Regions from separate parts of the Zea mays genome. Here all the other regions are linked to region 4. A link is a contact called in public Hi-C data. All regions are on one chromosome and are shown on one strand. Each heading gives the region's core, a stretch centred on a gene start, on an enhancer-like site or on the middle of the called end of the contact. The rest is flanking DNA. Distances are from core to core; before and after follow the strand shown.

Region 1 (2,700 bases), core at 16-2,515, 470 kb after region 4:
AGCAGAAGCAGTGGAAAAACAAGGAGCACGAGATTCGGATGCTGGAGCCGTTTAAAAAAACACCACATAAACAGAAAATCGCTGAGGCGATCGTCGGAGACAGCCGCGAAAACCTCTGCAAATCCCCCACTCCCAGGGGGGAAAAAATCAATCTCCGGATGGTCGGAGTGAAACCACACACACCGGCGTTGGTTCTAAAAACACGCACATACACACATAGTGCAAGCATGAGCCAGTCGTCATGCATGGACGCATGCACACACACACACACACCGCTGAGAGAGAGAGAGAGAGAGAGAGAGAGAGAGAGAGAGAGAGAGAGAGAGAGAGAGAGAGAGAGAGAGAGAGAGAGAGAGAGAGAGAGAGAGAGAGAGAGAGAGAGAGAGAGAGAGAGAGAGAGAGAGAGAGAGAGAGAGAGAGAGAGAGAGAGAGAGAGAGAGAGAGAGAGAGAGAGAGAGAGAGAGAGAGAGAGAGAGAGAGAGAGAGAGAGAGAGAGAGAGAGAGAGAGAGAGAGAGAGAGAGAGAGAGAGAGAGAGAGAGAGAGAGAGAGAGAGAGAGAGAGAGAGAGAGAGAGAGAGAGAGAGAGAGAGAGAGAGAGAGAGAGAGAGAGAGAGAGAGAGAGAGAGAGAGAGAGAGAGAGAGAGAGAGAGAGAGAGAGAGAGAGAGAGAGAGAGAGAGAGAGAGAGAGAGAGAGAGAGAGAGAGAGAGAGAGAGAGAGAGAGAGAGAGAGAGAGAGAGAGAGAGAGAGAGAGAGAGAGAGAGAGAGAGAGAGAGAGAGAGAGAGAGAGAGAGAGAGAGAGAGAGAGAGAGAGAGAGAGAGAGAGAGAGAGAGAGAGAGAGAGAGAGAGAGAGAGAGAGAGAGAGAGAGAGAGAGAGAGAGAGAGAGAGAGAGAGAGAGAGAGAGAGAGGGAGGGAGGGAGGGAGAGGGAGGGAGGGAGAGGAGGCGACGCCAGAAGAACAGTCTGGGGACACCATGAGTAACTCTCCGAATCTGCAGACATCGACGCGGCATCCGGCGACGAGGTAACGCGCACATGGACCGAACCGAACCCACCCGATCGGGCAGTAGATCGAAGCCGTACCGTGTTCGAAGCGGCGCGGCGGCGGCGGCGGAGGTGAATTGACGAGGGAGTTGAGGCGGCGGAGCGTTTGGATCCGCAATGGCGCGCGCGCGCGCGCGCGCGTTCTCCTCTCCTCGGGGCGGCGCGGAGCCCTAGGCAGGGGGGCGAGGGCGAGGGCGAGGGCGCGGCGTGGGCTTTGTCGAGGTAGAGTCTCGCCCGGATGCCGGTATTTATGTGTGAGCCGAGAAGAGAAGGCAAGGCAGGCAGCCGAGCGCGGCGAGGGAGGAGGACGCGCTCTCGAGTCTCGATCAATGCTGCCTGGCGTCTCGTCTCGCTCACTGTCGAGTTTGGGCTGGGCCGCAGCCCGCAGGTGCGACCCTTGTCCGTCTTGGCTGCCTCACGAGTGGAGCCGCCCGCAAGTGACACTTGGAAGGGGCCCACCGCTGGCGATCCGCAGGGGGGGGTCCACCCGGCACGTGGCGTGGAGGAGCGCGCCTGTGCCTGGCCTGGCCGCAGTCCGGACTCCGGACCGCACCGGCAGCGGCGGCTGAGGCCCCGTGACGGAGAGCCAAAGGTCAACGGCTTCCCGTCCCATGTTTCATAGTACTCACACACACACACACATGTGAGCACCCTTCTGGTCGATACGTACACAAGCGCGCCATATCACATCCGCACCTTTCAGGGCCGCTACTAACAGGCTAGCAACAGCACCGTATCCCGGAGGGAGATGGGTGCAGTGCAGGCCGAGGTCGGGGTCGGGGTCTCCCGTACGACGGTGCCTGTCGCTGCAACAAAAAACTGCCTATCTATCACCCACCGAGAAAATGCCACGGCACCACCAGTCCTGCAGTCCAAGTACGTACCACACACGTCCACGTACGACGCGATCCTCCCGCGGCCGAGCGTAAAATTCCCTTCAGACCTTGGAAGCTCATGGCCCATCACTACTAGTTTCTTGTGACGGCAGGGTTGGAGCTGCAGCAACAAATAATATTATTACGTCGATAATGATTGCAATCTTTAGGTTGACATCATTCGTTTCGGACCGAACCAAAGTCAACTCGAACAATTTTACGTCACACGTGAGCCAACGTTCATAGTAACTCCTCTCACACTTAATCGAAGGGACCCGATCTATCTCCAGTTGCGGTCACCTACCCCGTCTCTAAGCCAACCCGGCCTCATCGTCATAATAGCGTTACCATCCAACACCGGTTTTTTTGTTCAATTTAGCCGTTAGGTTGATCTCATTCGGCCCCGTTGATAAATTTTAAAATTACGGTCAAGGGACCAGCTTTCAACTCCCACGCACTAACCGGGACGCAACACAGTCTGGTGCTGCACAGGAAACAGCCACCCAGGTTACATACCACCGATGGGGGCAAAACTTGCTATACTTCTTCCCCGTCTGGTGCTGCCCGGTGGGGTTTAAGCGCCCTGTGATCGTTTGGTTGTCAGGGTGTCCAGTGACTCTACTAACACATCTCTCTTCAAATGTATAAATGAACAAATGTATAAATGAACGTATAAATAGAATAACAGATTAGTAATAAAAAGAAAGTAGGGCTGGACGTTTGAACACATATATATTCTAAATTTTTATAAACCAGTGAATTATGAGAGTGTGTACATATGT
Region 2 (2,700 bases), core at 124-2,623, 390 kb after region 4:
TCTACGAGTTTAACTGTAACAATCGACTTTAATCCGAAGTGAATAGATAAACCTGGACGAGAGAATCGATTTTAATCCGAAGCGAACTGATAAACCAGGACGAGAGAAGTCCATTGGCTAGTTTAATCCAGTTAAAATCAATTAATAGTTAGTCAGTTTGCACTTGAATGTTTTAGTCATTTAACTATTAGTTACCATGCATCAAACCGGCAATCCACCGGAGTAGTTTTTATACGCGGACGTCAGTTTCAGGGACGGAGGTTTGGCAGTACGGGGGCGTGAAGCGTTGCCGTGCCTGATTGGTGCGGATGTGCGACGTGACTGGGATAACAGACACACTCGGACTCGGACGAAAAATCTTGCGAGGCTTGACGGGGACAGGATTCACAGCTGACTTCGGTGCGTGCCGAAAGGGACACGACAGCCATTGGGGAAGCTCTGCCTCTCTCTCTCTCTCTCACTGACGCTTCGTGTTGATGACGAATGATGCAGGACATGGTCGGATGTGATTCTAATAAAATTTTAGGACTCCAAGCATGCCCTTGAGTACTTTGCAGGCAGTTTGCAGAGGATCGAAAAGAAGATGTGTTTGCTGTTGCAGTACAAGAGGAAAACACATACGTATTAATTTACCAAGTCAAACCGAAAACATCACCACTCCATAACATTTAGCGCAAGAACTAATGGTACACAGCTACATGAACATATATCTCTACTGGGTCGCAGCCGATCGAGTCGGGTCGGGAGGGACACCATCCTAATACTAGTCCCCCTCCTCCATCTCCATCTCCATCTCCTCCGCAGCAACACCGGCACTCGCCACGCTATTCATTTTTTTTTAACAAGGACGGACGGAAGCTGGAAAGGTTCAAGCACACGCACGTATGTACAGACACGGGCTGCCACGGCGATCTGGCCGGCGGCTAGGGCCTGGCGTCGGGCGCGGCGGAGGCGAGGCGGGACGCGATGGCGGAGTGGTACATGGCGTCGTGGAAGCTCTCCGTCTCCATCATCTGCACGCGCAGCCGCCGCGCCTTGTCCTCCGTCAGCACGCCGAACCGCCTGGCCGAGGCCGAGGCCGAGGCCGGCCCCCGCGGCAGAGGCTCGTCCTCGGACGCCGGCCGCGCGTCGATGTAGTCCGGCTGCCCGGACCACCCCAGCAGCGGCGCCCACCACTTGGCGCCGTCGCCGACGGGGCGCGCCCTCGCCGTGGCAGAGCAAGCGCAGGGCCGGGCCGGAGCCGGCGGGCGGACGGAGAAGACCATCCCTGATGACACTGCCATGGATGGAAGTTCTGGATTCGGACGAGAAAGAGGTTTGAGGCTGACTGTGTGTTGAGTTTGCGACCTGCGGGTGGATTGGGATTGGGATTGGGATTGGGATTGCAAAGGTGGTGGTGGCCTGGGGGGATTATAAAGCGTGCGACAAGAACGGAGGGGCCGAGCCCAACGAGTGGATAAGGTTTCGTGCAGGCCAGGCGAGCGGGGCCGCGGCATGCGTCGTGCGGTGCGCTTTTTCTCGAGCGCGGGCCGTCGCTTTTAGAGCATGTATTTCAACTATCAAGGGCTAAATGAAAAAACAAAGACGGGGTTTTATAAGTTTAGAAACGGTTCTAGTCATACAATCAACACAAATAAGCTAGTCATATAATCAACACAAATAAATCGTATTTTGAGAGGTTCTATTATAAAAAAAATATAAGACTTAAATACATTAGATTATATAACAAGGTTTTTACGTATATTTAATGCTCAGAGAACTATAACCTAGTATCTTACACATGTCCTGGGTTGGGCCGATCGGGATGGGGCCGGCTTTTTTCTTGCTTTTCGGACAACTTCGCTGGGACGGTGGCTCGCTCTGCGGCTTCTCTGCCGTCGGGTTCGGGGTCCGTTTCAAATACGCGGGCGGCGGGCACACCGCCTTTTTTTTTACTCTTTAGATCGTTTTTAAAAGGAAATTTGAAATTAATCCCATCAAAATTTTATTTCCAAATCAAGGTGTCGCTAATGTATACTGTCAAAAAAAAACTATGCCACATCGGTCAACGTCCTACTGACTAAGAGCATCTCCAACAACGTGATCTATAAAAATATCTTATAATTTAAAAATAAGTATATTTTATAGAATTTAGGGCACCAACAAAACACCCTGCTCCAACAGTAAAGCTTCACATCTAGATTATAGGGCAGCCCACTACGGTGTAGTATATTTGAGTCACTTGAGAGGGTGTTATATAGTTTTTTGACAAAATTTTATGAAATAAGACACTGTTGGAGTAGTTTTCTCTATGTAGAGCCCTATATTTCAATTTTAGTCACTAGTTTGAGGCATTATTGGAGATGCTCTTAACGAGGTGTTGGGGACGGCTTTAATGCAGGAAATCCAGCTCCAATCCAACTTATTTCAATCAAACATCGCCGACTCCACAAAAATGTGAATCTACCTATTAGCTCCACATTTTTTGGTGGAACCTTAAAAAAGTGCTACAGAAATCTTTATTTTATAATTTGTCAAAGAGTTATACGGTAATTACCTATTGCCATCCATTACACAACTCTCTCCTAGGTAGTGTTCGAGGAAAAAAAAGATCGGTTCCACCCCCATCTTGTGGACGTCCCCAGCAACACCTCCCATTAACCGTCGCGAACTGGCACTCCTGCCTCCCATCACCCCTCATGCACCAGCCTCGTGCGATGC
Region 3 (2,736 bases), core at 178-2,677, 370 kb after region 4:
TACGATAAAGACAGTGACACAAAAAAACAATTCCAATGCATGTTATTTAACACATTACTGTATAAAAAAGAATAATAGCACACAACAGTAGATAAAAAAACTACCCAGAATGGACTTCTCGCTAACGCGGATGATAGTGAAAGTAGCGACCCAAACCACGATTGCATGCACGGTTGCCGTATCAAGATCTAACGGACCAAGAGGCATATTTCTAACAGTAGATAAAAAGTACACATAATGGGGTTCTCGCTAATGCGGATGCGGATGCGGATGATAGTGATAGTAGCGATCCAAACCACGGTTGCATCCAGGTTGCCGTATCTAGATCTAATGAACCAAGAGCCATCTTACACCTAATGGCTTGCATAGTAGTAGTTGCCCCCTACATGCACGGTAGATGCAGATGCATCACATGACGATCATGGCAGTGTGTGACGTGCTACGCTCCGGAATCACACACAATGACACAAGCCTCTTCTCTCTTTTTTTGCAGCCGAATTCAACGCGTTGCTTCGGATGCGCTGCTATACGTACTATGCCGGCATGCCGCCGCGCGGGGCTCCCACGCGTTACGTACGCGTACGTACACGATGTAGACATCGAGAAAGTAAAAAGATGCATGGGGGCCGCGCGATCGGGTCCAGCCCGTACGTCCTGACCGGGATAATCGATGCGACGCGACGACGACGACAGAACGAAACGCTACGACGTGGAGACGCCGAGCTGCTGAGCCACCAGCCACGCACCACCGCGCGCGCGGGAGCGGTGGCCGGTGGGTGGCGTGGGCGAGCGAGCGAGCACGACCGCCGGTCGAGCTGCACCTGTTGCATGGGCCGTGCGAGCCGTGTCCGTCTCATGCAACCACAGAGCCACACCTTAATTAAGTGGAGTAGGTCTGCAGTCTGCTGGGCGCTCGCCAACCGGCCGGGGGAAACACTACTGTATGTAGTCTGTAGCTGGCTGGAAATGAGTAGCCAAAGCCGATCGAGGGCATGTTTCATGCGGTCTGTTTGTTTGTTTTATTAAAATTTAAAAAAAGATTCGTTATCAGCTAGCAACACACACATATATATGATTTGATGTATCTAATAATCCCCTTCAAATCATTTCCAGGGCAGGAAACCTAGCCTTTTCTTGTCAACTGTTTCTAGTACAGTACTAGTACACACCATGCACATATATACACACCATGCATCGTCTGGATGTTGGAATGGGATAATACATTTCACACATGCCCATCATCAGGGCAGATTACTCACACGTCTGTCTCTCCATGCATGCATGCATATATGCATGTTGATCAGCTGGGACCTACTAGCTAGCTATCTATCTATCTAGCGATATGATCCATGCACGTAGATCACTGTGCTGTGGTTTTGGCCCATTGCGCAAGCAAACCCTGACGGCCGATCGGGAAATAACGGGTCCTCTGCTGCCGGCCTGCATGCAGACGCGTTGCTCTCCCGGCGTCCACACACGTCCCCACGCAGAGAGAGAGAGAGGGGCGCATGCGCATCCATCAGTGCGTTCATTCGTTGCATCTAAACCCTAATCATCGAATTAAGCAGCGCGTCGACAGCGGCCTGATGATGGATCGACCCGCCACTGATTGCACTGCCGGTGCCAGATGCCCCGTTTAATTTGTGCCTAATGATATATGGCGCCCCTGCCCCAGACATAATGCATGCATATAACACGTCTAGCCACTAGGTAGTAGATAGTAGCCTGTCAGTCAGCAGCTAGCTAGCTAGCTTTGGCTGCCCCTACGGGCGGTTGCAGGCCAGGCCTGCATCCCGTCCCGTCCCGTTCTCTGTACCTGCCACTGCCAGCGCCGTTCGCTGTTGCCAGCCAAAGCGAGCTAGCTAGCAGCACACACCACCAAATAATGCATGCATTCATGCAGCGAGACCAATCCATGCATCGATCCATCCAACCATGTCCGGGTTTTCCAGGCCACGGTTAATTTTGGAACCAACCCGTGTATCTAGCGTATGGGACGGGTTGTCGAAGGACGTACGACGACGTCATTGCAGCTAGCTGGCGGCGATGGCCAGTGCCGAGCGCGCTGGACGGCATCGTAAACGCGTGGACTCCCTTTTCACCGTCGCCGGCGGTGGTCCTCCCCCGACGTCCCGAGGTCACCGATCGACGACGGCACTCATCGGCGTCGTCACCGCACAAGCGACCTCGGTGCCAAGAGGTCGAGTCCGACCTGCTTGTCACCTTCCAACGCCGGCATTCCTGCCTCCGTTTTGGACTCAAGCAGCTTAAACTAACAGAGAGACGAACAATTTACTCAACATGTCTATCAATCCACCGACAGCGCTGTGCTCTCCTCTGCTGCATCGCCGGAATTCACCCGTTCGCCGTGGGTCGGGTTGAGCTAGAGCAAACCGATCGATCGATCGATGAGCTCCGGGTCCATCCATCGAGCAGCGCGCGCAGCGTCGTCCCATCAGCATTCGTCGTCAGGCGGCCGGCCGGCGATGCATCCTGTCATATCCAAGACCCACCCTTCCCTTAATCTCGTGTCCTAATGCGACCAAGACAATGCAGCCTGCATGGGGGCCCTGTGTCTGTGTCTGTGTTCCTCAGCTGGCCCCTACGTACGTACGGTCATCCTCAGGGGCAGTCGATCAGGCAGGTATTGCGCATGCACACGACAAACCTGCTGCTGCTGGCCTCATTCATATCTTTGTATATTATTATCGTCACGCTAATGATATGTTCAGGTTT
Region 4 (2,821 bases), core at 205-2,704:
GGACAGGGGGATGAGAACCATACTGTCAGCAGGTTCAGTTGACAACAAATTCGCAACATGTGCTGCTGAGGCATCGATTCCCTCAATGTCATCAGGAGCATCCTCAGAAAGATCAGCAACATCAAACCCTGCAAATCCATAAAGGGCACAGCAGTAAACATGCAATACGTATAAGACAGATAATGATGAAAGGATCTGAAACATTCTCAAGAAGCAGGGAGAAACATGTAGATAACAATAAACCTACATGCTGTGGAGGGGAACCCGCCAAACACTGACACGGGTCTTGAAGGTGCAGTGGGGCATATCCATTTTATCTGAGCACAGCAAAGATATACAGGAAGAAATATCGTATTGGATTTGAGCAACAAGGTGTGAGATTAAGCTTTAAGCCCCTGTTTGGAACCCCTAGAGCTAATAGCTAGCTAGCTAATAAATTATCAGCTGGGTTAGAGTCAGCTAATGAACTAATTGTTAGCTATCTCATAGCTAACAATTAGTTGTGGTATTAGCTGAGGGTGTTTGGAACCCAACAAATAATTTTTAGTAGCTAACTATTACTTCTAGAGATTCCAAACAGGGCCTAAACCACCATAAGAAATTAAAACATTGCATATTTCGAATCTATGTCCTAACTTACATTAGGAAGGGGAAGAGTTTCCAGTAGTTGAGACCAGCTGCAATGTAACACAAATACATCATTAATGACAGTAGCTTCGAATTATATAATACAGGACATGACTATCGTTCGAGGAAGCAACAATCCAGCCTACCACAGTGTACAGTTAGTTCATAACATCTGGAGAAGGTACCGAGCTTATTGACATACTGTCCATTACTTCATCATCTATAATCTAAGCACACCAAACTCCACCAGCATACCATTCAGAAGTACAGGTGAGTTGAGCAGGCGGGTTCTATACCTGGCTCCATTGTCCCCAAGTCCATGGAGCCAGACAATGGTGGCCTTGTGCGTGCCCTTGGGCCTCACCACATGCGTTCTCCCGTACTCGAACGGCCTCTTCGCACCTGCATCCAATGCATATTCATTCCTTTACACTCAATCCCACCTCCCCCAACGCCGTAAAACAGAGACCGCGCCCACCAATCACCAACGAAGCCACAACAGCGACAAAACCAAGGCGCACCTGATGCGAGGGAGCTGCTGCCGCCGAAGCTCATCCCGCGAACAGTCGCGGCGCCTCCGCACCCCCTCCTCGCTACAAGGCCCGCCAACGCTGCAGTCCCAGCAACAACGGCGACGATTCAGCAGCCGACCAGCGGCCCTCGGGAGCAGATAAAGGGCGACGCGGTGCGTACGTGCGTACGAGGGAGCAGCGGCGGGGCTTGGGGATCGGGGTAAAGGGAGATTTGGGCGGCGGAAAGGGGTGCGCCTTTTTTGGGTGGCGCTGGTGGGTCGCCTCTGGCCTTGTGGGTGCGGGAATCTGCAGGAGACCGCAGACCCGCAGCGCAGCAAGGCAGACGCCACCTCTCTCTGCGCCTCTGCGGAGCGCTCCGCCTCTGCGCCACGCCACATGAGCCGCGCGTGGTGGTGATGGCGGTGGCAGGCAGGCAGCCAGGCACGCACCAAAAGAATAAGATGGGAACAGTAACTGGCCGCACGGGTTCGGAAAAGCGGTCGACCCAGTTGGGGCCTTGGGGGAGAAGAGAGAGGGAAGGAGGGAAGGAGATTGCGATTCGCGAACCTGTCAGCGGGGAGGTCGTTCTTCAGCGGAGCGGAGGAGGAGGCCGTCGTCTCGTCGCGGGGCGCCGGACGAGCTTCTTCCAGTGACTCTCGGTGGCCGCCCGGATCCTTCTGCTTGTGGGGGTAGGTTGTTCTGTTGTGACTTGTGCGGGAGACCTTTCGTGGTGGGGTAGCCGGGTAGGTTGTTCGATTCGGGACTGAGCTATTTTGGGGACGGCTAGAGGCGTGCTTGGCATATCGAATAGCTCCTTAATTAAGTTTTAGCCCTAATTAATGTTTTAGAGAAAGAAAAAATGAAAAAAATCACGTCCAACAGTAACTTATCTATAGCCCTTATTTTCCTGCACGCGTTGCTATGTCGACTGGGTGGGAGTTGTTGAAGCAGTAACATTTTTTTAGGATTTAAAGTTTCAGAGAGATCCTAATTCCTCTATTTTTAAGGAGTTGTTGAAGATGTTTTAACGAGGCTACGTTGGGCACCGTGTGTTACGTAGGAATGGTAATGGATCGTGATCCAAATGATTATTTATAAATAGTAGGGCGCTAAATAATTTATAGTTCAAAAAATAAATAAAAATATGATCCGATTCTAATTTTATCCGATTCTTAAATCTTATAATGTAAAATTTAGACTCTATTACTAATTTTCTATTTATTTGCACTTTATGTAGTGCTACGGGACGAGCCTCAAAAGTGTAAATAGAAAGGAAATATAGAGAAAGAAATATTTTTAAAAAAAACGATAAAAAACATAGATACAAATATAAATATAGATGACATACATGGAAACATCCTTAACAAAGAGAATGTCACACTACCATAAAAGCATCTTCAATCGTGTCTTAATTCAGCGCCTCATCTTAAAATATAGGTCTTGACTCATAAAAAACAACTTCAATAGTATCTAATTTTCAATTTTTGTAAAAAATATAGAGTACTACATGAAGTGATCCAAATATACTATAATTCAAACTATTGACCTATCTTTGTTTTATACATCATTGTAATGCGTGGATCCGCATCCTAGTCTATGTATATGTGCAACGTGGGCTCCTTTACCGAATATCATTTTCTTTATAGACTTCAACGAAGTCTTCTAAAGGTTGATCTAAATAT

What was found. A called contact is a pair of places that touch in the nucleus more often than the background predicts.
Region 1: a Hi-C map of tassel shows a contact between it and region 4, with 2.5 times the contacts expected there. The contact joins the promoter of LOC100281408 here to the promoter of LOC100283662 in region 4. A contact is called at or near these places in 2 of 25 Hi-C or Micro-C datasets (leaf and tassel).
Region 2: a Hi-C map of leaf shows a contact between it and region 4, with 4 times the contacts expected there. The contact joins the promoter of LOC100277712 here to the promoter of LOC100283662 in region 4. A contact is called at or near these places in 3 of 25 Hi-C or Micro-C datasets (ear, leaf and tassel).
Region 3: a contact with region 4 is called in a Hi-C map of ear, with 3 times the contacts expected there. The contact joins the enhancer-like site here to the promoter of LOC100283662 in region 4. A contact is called at or near these places in 4 of 25 Hi-C or Micro-C datasets (ear, endosperm, leaf and 1 more).

Annotation. Positions count from the first base shown.
Region 1 is chr3:10,950,900-10,953,599 of Zm-B73-REFERENCE-NAM-5.0, reverse strand. It overlaps LOC100281408 (boron transporter-like protein 2), which reads right to left and starts at 1,265. Exons shown (of 14, transcript NM_001365686.1): 1 at 1,083-1,265.
Region 2 is chr3:11,034,230-11,036,929 of Zm-B73-REFERENCE-NAM-5.0, reverse strand. It overlaps LOC100277712, which reads right to left and starts at 1,373. Exons shown (of 1, transcript NM_001371599.1): 1 at 596-1,373. The coding sequence starts at 1,283. The coding sequence ends at 924.
Region 3 is chr3:11,056,747-11,059,482 of Zm-B73-REFERENCE-NAM-5.0, reverse strand. No RefSeq gene overlaps it. Among protein-coding and RNA genes, the nearest start is that of LOC100277712, 23 kb to the right of the region's middle. Within about 2 kb of position 1,427, at least 18 of the 20 cell types and tissues checked have an H3K27ac peak or open chromatin away from gene starts, as enhancers often do. A contact at or near this core is called in ear, endosperm, leaf and 1 more, where this site is marked.
Region 4 is chr3:11,424,120-11,426,940 of Zm-B73-REFERENCE-NAM-5.0, reverse strand. LOC100283662 (acyl-protein thioesterase 2) reads right to left here and starts at 1,454. Exons shown (of 9, transcript NM_001156563.2): 1 at 1,149-1,454; 2 at 924-1,029; 3 at 641-677; 4 at 248-317; 5 at 24-128. The coding sequence starts at 1,182.